3 separate regions of the Urocitellus parryii genome follow, and all the other regions are linked to region 2. The links are chromatin contacts, called in public Hi-C maps. All regions are on one chromosome and are shown on one strand. The core of a region is the stretch at or near the end of the contact, and the rest is flanking DNA. Distances in the headings are between cores, read along the strand shown. Region 1 holds the start of Cep57l1 (centrosomal protein 57 like 1). Region 2 holds the start of Cd164 (CD164 molecule). Region 3 holds the start of LOC113183360.

The links. A called contact is a pair of places that touch in the nucleus more often than the background predicts.
Region 1: a contact with region 2 is called in a Hi-C map of muscle, with 5 times the contacts expected there. The contact joins the promoter of Cep57l1 here to the promoter of Cd164 in region 2. A contact is called at or near these places in 2 of 2 Hi-C or Micro-C datasets (liver and muscle).
Region 3: a Hi-C map of liver shows a contact between it and region 2, with 10 times the contacts expected there. The contact joins the promoter of LOC113183360 here to the promoter of Cd164 in region 2. A contact is called at or near these places in 2 of 2 Hi-C or Micro-C datasets (liver and muscle).

The regions. Positions count from the first base shown.
Region 1 is chr8:53,091,128-53,095,511 of mUroPar1.hap1, reverse strand. It overlaps Cep57l1 (centrosomal protein 57 like 1), which reads left to right and starts at 1,972. Exons shown (of 11, transcript XM_077801827.1): 1 at 1,972-2,019. Sesn1 (sestrin 1) reads right to left here and starts at 1,404. Exons shown (of 10, transcript XM_026389613.2): 1 at 225-1,404. The coding sequence starts at 506.
Region 2 is chr8:52,845,887-52,850,447 of mUroPar1.hap1, reverse strand. Cd164 (CD164 molecule) reads right to left here and starts at 1,594. Exons shown (of 6, transcript XM_077801615.1): 1 at 356-1,594. The coding sequence starts at 533.
Region 3 is chr8:53,008,403-53,012,498 of mUroPar1.hap1, reverse strand. LOC113183360 reads left to right here and starts at 2,330. Exons shown (of 45, transcript XM_077801484.1): 1 at 2,330-2,353. The coding sequence starts at 2,330.

The DNA of each region.
Region 1 (4,384 bases), core at 723-3,222, 240 kb before region 2:
GTTTTTGCCTAAAGCTCTGTAGAAAAAGAATACATGCTTACTTATATTTGGAAATCGTTTTTAGTTTATCTTGTTTCACTGTGGCCTCAAATTGATTGTTTTACACAAGTCCCTAAAGTAGAGTTCAATTCATAGTTCCTAATAACCTAATATGTGAATCAAACACAATGTAATTGCCAAGTAAAATCTCATAGTAAAGCGGTACTTATAATGCTCTCCCTTACCTGAACGCTCTTCAGAATAAACTCACTTTTCTCTCTTACATCTTTAAAAGGACACCTCTTAGAAAGCATAAGCAGATGAGCAAGTAGCTTATTCAACCCATCCAAAGAAACAGCATTTAGGAGCCCGGCTTCTGATGAACGATAAGGTGTCTCTTTCACGGAACGAAGATATTCGGTTTTTCTCAAAATGATTTGCCTAATGTTTTCCAGTGCTGTCTCCCTAGTAGTTGAATCTCTACTGCACAGTCCATCCCATCTCACTTCATTCTCTCCTTCAGCCATGACAATCGGAGTTTTTCCTTTGCAGTCTTCAGTTACTTTTCAGCATGCCCCAAAAGCACTTTATATTTTTAAAGTGAGAGATGTAAGAATAAATTCAGGGAAATCGACCCGTCACGAAAACACGTCTGGGTGACATTTGGAAGTAGAAGTGTCTTTTAAGTTGGTGCGGTCAATCTATTTACAAGACCGATCACCCTTTCCTTCTACCAAAAAGGGCGGTCTTCTGCTCAGAGATTGAAAAAAAAAAAAAAAAAAAACTTGGAAAGTTGCAATCTTACAGCTCTGGCTTGCAGGACCGGGATTCTCGAATAAGTGTTCTGTGTCTCGCGGAGTCAGCGGATATCCTCACGTTGTAGAGCTGTCAAATCCGTGCTCTGCCCCAAAAGGCTGGTAACAGTTGAACACTCTCCAGCCATTCGGGTTTTTTGTCTGTGCAGCCACCGGTTTCCCCCAGCGTTCCCACCACGCCCCTCCTCCGACACAAGTCCCCGCCCTCCTCAGCTCTTCCAGCGCCCCAGCTGCGGGACAGGCGCCGGCAGGGGAGGCTAGCTGAACCCTGGCCCTTAGCCGTGCGGCCCAAGAGTCGGGCGCTCCTGGGGACCGCAGTCTCCAGCAGTCGCTGTCTCGGCGGGCGGCGACAACACAGAGCGTCGCTGGCCCCGTTGGCTCCGGACCTCTTGGAAGACGCCGCTTCTTCTCTTATCCCTGTGCCCTAGCCCGCCGCCGCCGCCAAGCCAGAGGGCACAGTACAGCCGCGGGAATCCTCAAGCACCGGGCAGGGCGGCGGAGTTGGCAGAGCTGAAGGGCCTGAGGCACAGAGCCCGCCCCTTTGCCCAGCCCCATCGGTGGGATCGGCCCAGAGGGCGGGAGCAAGGAGGGGAGATGGGGTCCTTACCCCTCAGCCCCTCCCCTTTCTCCGCCCGGCACAAACCCGGAGCCACCCCGGCCCCAGCGCCTTCTTCCCCGCCCAGGCAGACGCGACCCGCAGAGGCAAAGCCATTGGAAAAAGCCCCGCCCTCTAGCAGGCTACCTTCAGACCCCCAGTCCACTGAGCGCGGCTGCCGACCGCTGCGGGTTTCTACGCATGCGCGACTGCGAGTAGGGCGCGTGCACCCTCAAAGGCACACGGCTTGTTCTGGCAATTGCTTTTCGTTCCCAGGCGTTTGGAGTAGCTAGTCTGGAGAAGGGGAAGGGAAAATAAGAAAGAGGGTACACTGAGAGTTTATTACGTGGGACAAGCGCGTCAAATAAAAGCACTACAGCACCTATGGGAGAAACTGAAACTAAATTTAAGAATAGCCTAAAAAATAGTGTCAGCCTCTTTATTATACCGAACCAGATTTAAATAGGCAGGGCGTCTTCGCATTGACTGCTGGGAAATGCAGTTTTGATGCTGCCGGCGCGTTCTGTTTACGACAGAAACTACAACTCCCAGGGGCCATCGCGACGTTGTGTGTAGCTGCTTGCCAACCAACGGTTCGAGAGGACGGAATTGACCGAGAGCGGGCGTCCGGTAAGCACTGTAGGTTCGGCCTTCACCTTTCCTTTGATAGAATTTTCCTTCTTCTACTTCCTCTAAAGTTTTGGAGATGAAGCCATCTAGGTAGGGTTGCCGCCTTTACTCCAGAGACTTTCCATTGAACTGCGTGGAAATAAATAGTACAGTTGCGGTGAGGCGAGGATTTGGGGATATTGATCCCAAGGGTTGGTGGGAGAGACCCCAAGTAAGGCCAGGCTAGAAGGATGCTGTGGGAACAGGTGAAGTGCTTCGCTCTGCTGCCTCTGCTTCCACCTTTTCACGAGCAGGATTAATTAGGGATCACTGTGCATTTTGCACCTTTGTTTTCCTTTGAGTGGAGGAATGTTCTGTGCTTTATTTGCTCGGTCAAATGAAATCCCAAGCAGCGCTCTGAAAGCAAACTGTCCATTTTGTATGAGACTAAAGGGCAAAGGACTCCCAGCACTCCTAGACGTAAATTCTTGCAGGATTAAAAAAAAATGAAATTTATTTTTAAGATATACATGACAATAGAGTGTATTTTGACATATTACTCATACATGAAGTACAGCTTATTCTATTTCTCGTGGTTGTGCATGATATGGAGTTTCACTGTTGGTGTATTCGTATATGAACATAGAAAAGTTATGTCAGATTCATTCCACTGTTCCTCCTATTCTCTTGCAGGCTTTAAGGATGCTATATGACAAGAAAAATATAAACCTTACTAATATACCCCAAATTTATTATCTTCAAGCAATTCAGTCATTTCTATTTCTCTCTCTAAAATTTCTTTTTGTTTTTAAAAGTCATTCTTGAGAAAATTCAGGTTTGAAAGGCCATTTCCTACCCCTATCAGTGGACTGATAACCACATTAGATTTTAATTCTTCACATGGCAGAATAGGTGCATTTCTAAAAATTTAAAGTTACTATTATTCAACAGTGAAAAAGACACAGTCTTAACTTGTTAGAAAAACCAATGCTTAAATATACAATTACAGTACTGTTTGATATTGCTGGAATGACTACAAGGAGATAGCTTAGCCCATCTTGGAAAGTCAGGGAAATCTTCATCTCAGGTTTGGTCTGCAGGAGTCTCCTCCGAGATAAGGAATTTGTTGTTGCCTGGGGGGTGGCTTTCTGGGGATAACTTCCACTCATCACAAGATGTTTATCTATCAGACCTGCTATTCCTAGAATCCAAGGTGACTCAGAGCAAGGGAGAAGGACTTGAAATGAAGGCAGTGATGCCTAGTCTTTAATCCAGCTTTTGGTCACCCATAGGACATTTGCAGGCAAAGGTGAAAAGTCGGGTAAGTCCTTGTTACAGCCTGAGCAACTAGAAGGAAAGAATTGCCATTTATTGTTATGGGATAGTATGCATATTTGTTTAAGGGGAGAAATTGATAATTCAGATTGGCCATGCTAAGTTTGATAAACATTTAAAACATTCAAGTGGCGCGTGGAAGAAGCAGTTGCATAAATGAGTCTGCAGATGAGACAGAAGATCTAACTATAGGTACAATTTTGGTCTTCATAGTAGTTTTTTATTTTTATTTTTTGGACAGTGCTGGGGATTGAACCCTAAGGTGCTTAACCACCAAGCCACATTCCCAGTCCTTTTTTATTTTTTTTGAGACAGAGTCTCAGTTGCAAAGGCTGCCCTCCAACCTGGGATCCTCCTGCCTCAGCCTCATGAACCACTGGGTTACAGGCATGTGCCACCACCTCCCACCTATGTTCAGTTTGTTAAGAAGCTCAACTGGGACTGGGGGTGTGACTCAGCAGTAGAGCACTTGCCTAGCATGCTTGAGGCCCTGGATTTAATCACAAATTCCACAAAAAAGAAAAGAATAACTGCCTAAGTACCTGTACCATTGAGTAGTCCCACCCTTAGTGATTAGGAATTTCTGTTGCTCCACATCTTTTCCAGGATTTGGTGTTGTCAGTGTTTTGGATTTTAGCCACTCTGATAGATATGCAATAGTATTCCATTATTGTTTTAATTTGCTTCCCTTCCCCTTGCTTCATGGTGAATTGCAGTCAACAGGTTGATTGGCATCTTCACAAGCCTCACCCATCTCTGAGAGGCTGTGTGGCCCTGTAGCTCTAGCAGGTCACCCCATCTCCCCTGCTGTATGGAACTTGTGGCAGTGCTGGATAGGAATTCACATGTATTGGGCAGTCTCACCAGCAGGAGTGCTGCTGTGAGTTCCCAGACACCAGAATTTCCTACCCAAATGCTTCCATCCCGATTTTAGTTCACACACAGTTCATGGATGGCTCCTGGCACCTATTTTTTGTTCTTTTTTGTTTTTGTTTTTGTTTGGTTTTGAACTGAGGGGCATTTAACCACTGAGCCACATCCCCAACCATTT
Region 2 (4,561 bases), core at 345-2,844:
TCATCATTAAGCCCACAGTTGCCACCGCGCAAGGAAGCCACGTCCCCTCTTCCGAGCCTACGGTAAGGATGGGGATTACAAGGCACTTTTAAAAAGCACCTCTCCTTGCAACGCTTGGGAATCACAGCAGCCCAACGGCCGCGGGGGCCCTCCGATCTCCTTCCCGCCGGGCGTTCCCTACCCGCCCGGCCACACCGCGCCCGACCGCGACCGGACCTGGGCGGGCCGCCATGTTGCCTAAGTCGCCGCCGCCGCCCCCGGAGCGCTGTCCGCCGGGCCCCGGCTCCGTGCGTCCCGGAGAGGGCTCACTCCGCGGGGCAGACGAAAGCGAGAAGCCCACTGGGCTGGCGCTCACCTGGTCCTAGAGTGGTGACCGGCGGGGCAGGCGTCGCCGGCGTCGGGGCCACCTTGGTGGTTGCTGAAGAGTTTGATTCAGTCTCTGTTGGAGTCACGGACGAGTTCTCCGCAGACAGCACGCAGACCACAAACAGGCAGGTGGCTGCCCAAAACAGACGGCTGGAGAACCCGAACATCGTGTCTTCTGCGGTGGCGTCCTGGAGAAAGCTGCAGCATACAACGCGCAGTCGGTCCCTCAGTCCCCTGCGGCGCCGCCTCCAAGACTTCGCCCCCCTCGGGAGTGCGCTGGGGTCACGTGGGGAGCTTCAGACCGCGGCGTGAGGGGCGAGCCGCAGCGGAGGCGGGGCGCGGGCGAGACCAACGGGAATTCTAGGGGGGAGCAGGGATGTTCAATGGAAGCTTCAGTGAGACCGTACTAAAGGGTGAAAACGGTCATGCGCAGAAAATCGGCTCCCTTATTTTCAGATTACCACACCGAATGCAATTGGTTTGTTTCTCGTATGGAAGTCCTTCACTCTGGCTTGGATGGAACAACCCACGTGACGTGGCGAGCAGCGTCCACCTGAACGTCCTGCGAGGCGTCATTCCGTGGCCCCACGTGACCAGCTAGACCGCGCCTCCGGGATCCGAATTACCCGGCGGAAGTTGTTTGTCCCTTGCACGTGGAACTTGGATAAGTTTGTGTTATATTCTGTACTGCCCCGTCACCAGAGTGCTAATGTGTATCCTCAGAAGGAGCCGGGCTTATTTTCTTGATTGATTTTTGCTGGAATAACCCAGTTTGGGGACTCTCCGCGGTAATGAAGGCACCACGTGGTTAAACAGTCTTTAATCTGTCGCCCACGTAGTGCGAGCCACTTTGCACCGAATACAGCCTCCTGCCGACCTTTGTCTCACTTTCGCAGCCTGACTTTAGGATTGCTGTGTCAGTAAACGCAGTGGCAAGTCTGCCTCAACTTCACCACTTTGTCGTCAGAAACAGGCGGTCTGAGTTGAAAGGCCATTGGGTTGGTTTCCACCCGCACATCATGGGTAAGGAAATTGAGACTTAGGAATCGCCTGGCATCAAAGCTGGATTTTGCAGTGCCTAAACATAGAGTTGCCTGGTATCCGAGTTGGATTTTGCAGGGCCTTTTCTGGAGCTGATCTTTCAGTAAGCTTGAGCGCCACCTGGTGCTGAATCTCAAAAAATGCAGTACTTCATAGGCTTCTATTAAGTGGTAAAAGTTAAGACTTTAAAAGCTGTATTTAATGCCGCTGTTTCCGCGTATTTATTCTAATAAAATAATATTAATTGCTTTTATGAGGTATGTTTTGCTGTGCCACAAACACCCAGAGCGATGATGGCAGAGAAGTATTTAATCTTTTTTTTTTTTTTTTTTCTGCTTAAGGTTAGAAGCTTTTATTCCTGCCTGGAATCTCAAATCAGTGTAGCCCTTGTGTGCCCTCATGACTGTGAACTAACATCAGCTGATCCAACCTATGGCCAGGCCAGAAGTGTGAGTGCAGTTTAGAAAATGAGGAACCACCATCAGGACTTCCAAACAAACAAACGTCCAACCTTCGCCCAGGATTCACATATCATGTTTGGCACATGACTACACCCAAGACTAAATGAAAGCATAGGCAACTTTTTTTTTTTTTTTTCATGATTAAAAATATAAAAATCCTGTTTTTCTCCTCATACCCCAATGGATATTCTTGCTTCACCCTAGGGTGAACATGCCCCATGGTAGAGGCCATTGGTTAACAATTTGTCATCTAGATGTTTAGCTCTAGTCCTCAGATTTCCATTAGTTCTGATAAAGGGACATTTCACATTCTTATTTTTAAGACAAAAACTGATGGCTTATTTTATTTTACATGGCATCTGTAGAAGTAGATCAAGGAAGAGTTCCAAAGTAATTTTTTTTTTTTTTTGGTATCAGAGGTTGAATCCAGGGGCACTTTACCACTGAGCCATGTCCCCAGCCCTTTCTATATATTTTAAGACAGGATCTCACTCAGTTGCTTTCAGATTCCCAAGCTGCTGGAATTATAGGCCTATGCAACTGCATCCAGCCCAAAATAGTCTTCACTGTTCTGGAAAAAACCTTTATTTTCAGTTCCTGAAGAAGCAGTCTTTATTGTCATATTTCTCAGCGTTGGCACTATGAGATTTTAGGCTGACAAACTTGCTGTTCAGTGACCTATGATGCTACTGGCCTCTGCCCAGTAAATAACAGAAGCACCCACCCCCATCCATCATTTGTGACAACCAGAAACACCTTCTGATAATATTGGGGTAAAATCATCCTCAGTTGAGAGTCTCATCTGTTTCAATCATATTGTGTTTGCAAAGTCAGCCATCACCCAGGTTATTTCCTCTGGTACATTTTGGCTGCAATTGAATTATTGGTTTGTTAGAGCCACTTTTTTATCTTATCATTCTTTTCTTGAAAGCAGTGAGAGGAAGTGCTTGACTCTTGTGAATCTGCTAGTAGTACAAGCTTCCTCTAATTTTTTAAACAGAAAATAAAAATAAATTGTTTCCCCTAAACTCCCTTCATCCAAACCAACAGACCCTCTTTAGCTGTGGGTTTAGCCAAATTCATTCAGAGCCAGGTATGGGTGGGAGGCAAGGATGGGCATCTATAATACAATTATAACAACATGTATTAAACCTTGAGTATTTAAATCAGTTTTGGCAAAGTAGAGAAGGATTGTAACAGATTAATAATGAACTAGAACTATTCAGACTATATTAGGACTGATGATGAAATACTAGAGATATTTGGAGGATCTCTACTTTGTGGTATTTCTTTGTTAACTGTGCTAGGACTACTCTTACACTTAGTTTTCAACCTTGACTGCACATTGAAGGGTTTGAAAGCTAATGATGTTTGCATATTGACTTCATCAGTGGAGTAAGGATTTCTAAAAGCTTTTTTTTTTTTTTTGGTACCAGGGATTGAACTTAGGGGCACTCAACTACTGAGCCACATCCTGGCCCTATTTTTTGCACTTTATTTAGAGACAGGGTTCTCACTGAGTTGCTTAGCGCCTCACCAGTTGCTGAGGCTGGCTTTGAACTTGCAATCCTTGTGCCTCAGCCTTCTGAGCCACTGGGATTACAGGCATTAGCCACCATACCCAGCTAAAAGCTTTTCCCGGTGTTTCTAATCTGTAGCTCTAGTTGAAAACTCCCACCATACTCCCACCATTCTCAGGGTGTGGCCCATGCATAAATACCATTTTTATTATCTTGAAATTTGTTAGAATTGCAAAATCTTGTACTGGTGCACAACTATAATCCCAGTGACTCTGACTCCTCAGCTGAAGTTGGAGGATTGCAGATTTGAGGGCAGCCTGGGAAACCTGGTGAGACCCCTGTCTCAAAATAAAGGGCCAGGGATGTAGCTTTGTGGTAAAGCCTCTTCTGTCCTCTTAACTTGCTGCTGTTCTTAATTGTGAATCATGTACAGCTCAGTTTTAAAGAGCATGGCTAGCATGTGAAGGACCCTGGATTTGATCCCTAGCTACACACACACACACACACACACACACACACAAACAACCCACAGACGCACACACAAAAAACCCATAAAAGAACAAAAAATGTTTCCATAAGGGTGAGAGTGTTGCTGAGTATAGCAGAGACCCATTTTAACATTGGGGGTATACCTTTGAATTAGTTCAGTCAATTGAAAGTTCAAATAGTGTTACTGAGAACTGCTAATACTAAACATAATAGGGACTTGATATTTCTTGAAATGATCTGTCAGTGGCAGTTGCACTGGTTTTTTGAGGGAGGCATTTCAAAAGGGAGATTAATTTTTATTGGGCAGTTGCTATGTTCAGGCATCATTAGAAATGTCCACACCTAGCCAGTGTGGTGGCACACACCTGTAATCCCAATGATGAGGCTGAGGCAGGAGGATCATTCAAAGCCAGCCTTAGCAAAAGTGAGGCGCTAAGCAACTCAGTGAGACCCTGTCTCTAAATAAAATACAAAATAGGGCTGGGGATGTGGCTCAGTGGTCGAGTGTCCCTGAGTTTAATCCCAGTACCACCCCCCGAGAAGAAAAAGAAATGTCTTCATCTGCCATCTAACCTCTCAAAACACTATGAGATAATGTGCTCTCATTTTATTAATGAAATTGAAGCCCCAAAGTAAATGATAATATTATAATGAATTTTATAAATTTACCCAGAGAGTCACTAA
Region 3 (4,096 bases), core at 1,081-3,580, 160 kb before region 2:
AGAGTCTAACCTACTTTTTTCCTACTATTTACAGTATATACATAAAGGTGGAATTCCCTGTGATATCTTTATATATGCACACAATGCAATTTTATTAAATTCAATTGCATTTCCTCCTCTTTCCTATCCTTCCTCCCTCTCAATTTCCTTTTTCCACTCCATTGATCTTCCCTATATCTTCATGACATCTGATCCCTGCTCTTTTTTCCCTTATTTTGCTCTAGCTCCCATGGGAGGGAAAACATTTGACCCTTGATTTTTTGAATCTGCTTATTTTATTTAGCATGATGTTCTCCATTTCCAACCATTTATCAGTATTAAGTTTTTTGAGTTCTCTGGATATTCTGGATATTAATCCCCTGTCAGAGCAGTAACTGGTAAAAAAAAAAAAATTTCTTCTGTTTTGTAGGTTCTGTCTTCATGCTGAAGCTGGGGAACAAATGGCCGTCAATATAGTTAATAAATAGTTGGGTTAGATGGGGAAGATGGGGGCTGGTTGGAAAGGAAAGAAAAGAAAATCCAAAGCTGACATTTCCAAAGCCCTTTCCCCTCCACCCATTACCAAGGTGACCTGCCTATGGGGAACAGTTCCTCCCAAAGAGCTGTTAACAAGCATCTCCAGGGCTGCCTGTTTGAGCAGATGTAGAAAGTTACACCTGGAGGGCTTCCTTCTCACCTTTTGGCTCATCTCCTGACCACTGGTCACGTAAGCAAGATGGGGAGAAGAGAAAAGCAAGATAAGGGGGGGAAAGGGCATGAGAACAAAGAAAATCTAAGATGTATAAAAGCTGGTATCCATCTTTGGATACCAGCTCTGGACCCCTTCTCTGGGAAGAAGTCTGTCTCTGTTCTATCCTTCAAATAAAACTTGCCTTCTGTGCCTATCTCGGAGTCTCCAGTGTTCCATTGTCACGTCTGGGGAAATGGAACTTGGCCCTGATTGGTTCTCATCACTGGTGGTACCAATGCTCTCAATCACTTCCTTTGCTGTGCAGAAACTTTTTAATTTGGTAGCATCTCCCTTATTGATTCGTGTTTTATTTCTTGAGCTTTAGGGATCTTGTTGAAGAAGTCAGTGCCTGCAACCAATCCTATGGAGTGTTGACCCTATGTTTTCTCCTAACAGTTGCCAATTTTAAGCAGGTGATTTTGGTGAGTGGAGAGTCCAACCTGCTTTTTCTCTACTATTTACATAATGGTAATAAATTATAAATAACAACAGTCTAACCCGAATGTTCCTTCAAATTGCAAAAGCATGTTTTTTAATGAAGTTGACATTATTTCTTGGAGACAGATAAAGTCCCACGGGCTGGATAATGGTTGCTGGGGAAGTCAGCCACAAGCTTTATGCCTCCTTTTTCAGGGATACGGAAAAAGAGCAAATGCAAAACATGGATGAAATTTATAAGATCACTTCCACGGAGAGGACCCAGCTATTGGAGAAGGAACTGGAGGTGCAATTGAGTGAACTGAAGTCTGAAATAGAAGAACAAGAGATCCTTCAGGGAGCAGCTCATCGAGCTTACAGGTAAATAGTAGGAGTGAGAAAGTGTGGTCCTCAGGGCTTTACCTCCCGCTCTTACCCCATAATCTCCATCAGTCCTCCCCACTCTTTTTTTTTTTTTTTTAACCTGGACAATGGACATGATCTCAAACTCAGACAAATGACGTGCAGCAGCAGTTTCCGCACCCCTTTCTTTCAGCCAAATACTAACCAGGCTCAGACCTGCATAGCTTTTGAGCTCAGGCAGGATCATGAGCATTCAGGGTGGTAGAAACATAGACCAATTGCCCATTTCTAACCTACTGCTCCCCCTAAAGTTTTCCTACATTCTAGATTTGTTAAGACAGGTGGGAACAATCAGTGTCTCACTGAAGAAAGTGGGGAAATGTTCCTACATGTTCAGGAACACTACCATCCTAAAGTTCCAGAAGCTATTGTAGAAATCATACTCCATAAAGAGATTTCATCTTATAACATTTTAACTGAGTTTGATCTTGATTTTGATGAGAAATTTAAAACCTGAAATAATGCTAAATATTTCATAATGAATTCTACAAAATGCTGTTGGATTAGGCGTTCTTTTATAGGGTAAATGTTGTCAATGAGAGCGATCAAATTCTTTTAAACAGGGTAGCCAGATCAGTCTCTAAGTGGAGAGTCTCATGGGCCCTGGATCTTCACATTTTTTTTGTTTCTGTTATAATTCATCAAAAGGAACAACATGAAAACTCTGTTGGTTAGAGTAAGCACAAGGTGGATGGTGAGCAATATGGAGAGGAGATTGGAAGAGACAGTAACCAGGTGAATCAGTGCTTCATTCGAAAGATGATTCTGAAGAACTATTACTTGGTATGTGTTGTGATAGGTCTTTAAAGCTATTGCAGTTGTTAAGAGGAAATGGAAAGATTGTGACCCATGTAAGTCACAATTTCTCTCAAATTTGGTTTATTTATTTGAAAAATGAAATAAAAGAAAAAATATGTACCCAGGGCTGGGGTTGTGGCTCCGTGGTAGAGCACTTGCCTAGCATGTATGAGGCACAGGGTTTGATTTCAGCACTGCATATAAATAAAACATAAATAAATAAAGATCCATCAAAGACTAAAAACATATTTTAAAAAAGTGTATCTTTCCTCCTTTATTAGGTTGTGAGGATCAAATGACATAATGCATGTTAAAGCATTTTGACAACTAGAAAAAAAACCAAGTTTTTAATATGCAAAAATAAAATGTTGGTATTATTACAACTTACATGTCAAGAGAGTTAGGCAAGTGTAAAGGCTTTGGGAAAGCCCTTTTAGGGCACACTGAAGATGAAATAGCTCCTGAACGTCCTCCTACAGAGACCGGAAAACTTTCTCATGCTGGGGACAGTCACCAAGGAAATTAGACCAAGACTCTCTGGCTAGATAGACACAGCCAAGCTAAATCTACAGATTATATTCCCTGGCTTCCATCCCTCTATGCCCCTCTCTTATAAAAGCTTTCCACACCCTCTATGAGAAAGAAAGTCTTCTCTCTTCTCATCAGTTTCAATGAGAAATCCTGGGTACCCATATTTCTCTACTCCCCCAAACCACCCAGGATTGTTAGTAAGAATCTAACTTAATTCCAGCAAAGACTGAGCACCTTCTCTAGGTGCTCTTTGCCAGGTGCTGTGCTATGTTCCGGAGTCCAAGGAAAATGGAAATATCCACTCCCAATAACTACTCCCAGGGCACTGAAAAAAAATCATCTTTCTTTCTTTTTCTCCACCTTCTCCTTCCTCCCCGACCCCCATTCTTTTCCTCATTTCAACTCATAAGCCCTGGACTTTGCAATGGTTGTGTTTCTTATGTGCTTGCTGATTGAATAAGTTTATGGCTGTATGGTAAATGGACAACGTTTGATGAAAGAAGGCGTGAATCTCTATTTGTGAGTTAGTGTACACATCACTTAGGATCACTAGCTGCTTTTAGGTCACTCCCAGGCACTTTGAGGTTTACTGAGAGGAACGATGTGATCTGAGTGAGAGGGTTGGGCAACCAAGCCTGGGACCCTGCCCAGTCTCCCAGTTTGCCAAAAATGAGGAGACAAGAGGGCCAGAAAGTTTTCTTCTGATTTCCCTGTCGAGTAGCCCATCTCCTTTCTGGTTGGCCACTGCCTCTCCACCTCCTTGAGGCTGTGGCCAAGATGCAAGTTACACCTTTGATTTGTTAACATATTTACTCTCAAGCCCCTTTCAGAGTTTGCTTCTTTCTTTTCCCATCAAAGCCAAGGTACCAGGAGAAAGTTAAGGGAGGCAATGCCCTCAGCTTCAGAGGGAGAAATTTGACACAAAGTGTCTAAATGAGTTTCTTAGGTTCATGCGGTTGACCAATCTCCTGTCAACCTCCTGTTCTTTTCACAGAACCACTTGCTGGCAAGTGTACAAACTAACATGAAGTTTAAAAACTTGTCTGTGGGAGCACCCTTTTGTTGAATCCCCAGTGCTGGAACAACAAACAACTTATCTGTGAGGACAAGTAGGATCGTATGAAGAATAGGAACCTAAATTTCACCGCTTCTACCTCTCTCAAAATTTCTAGGTCATTTCATGTGTTCCAGAACTGC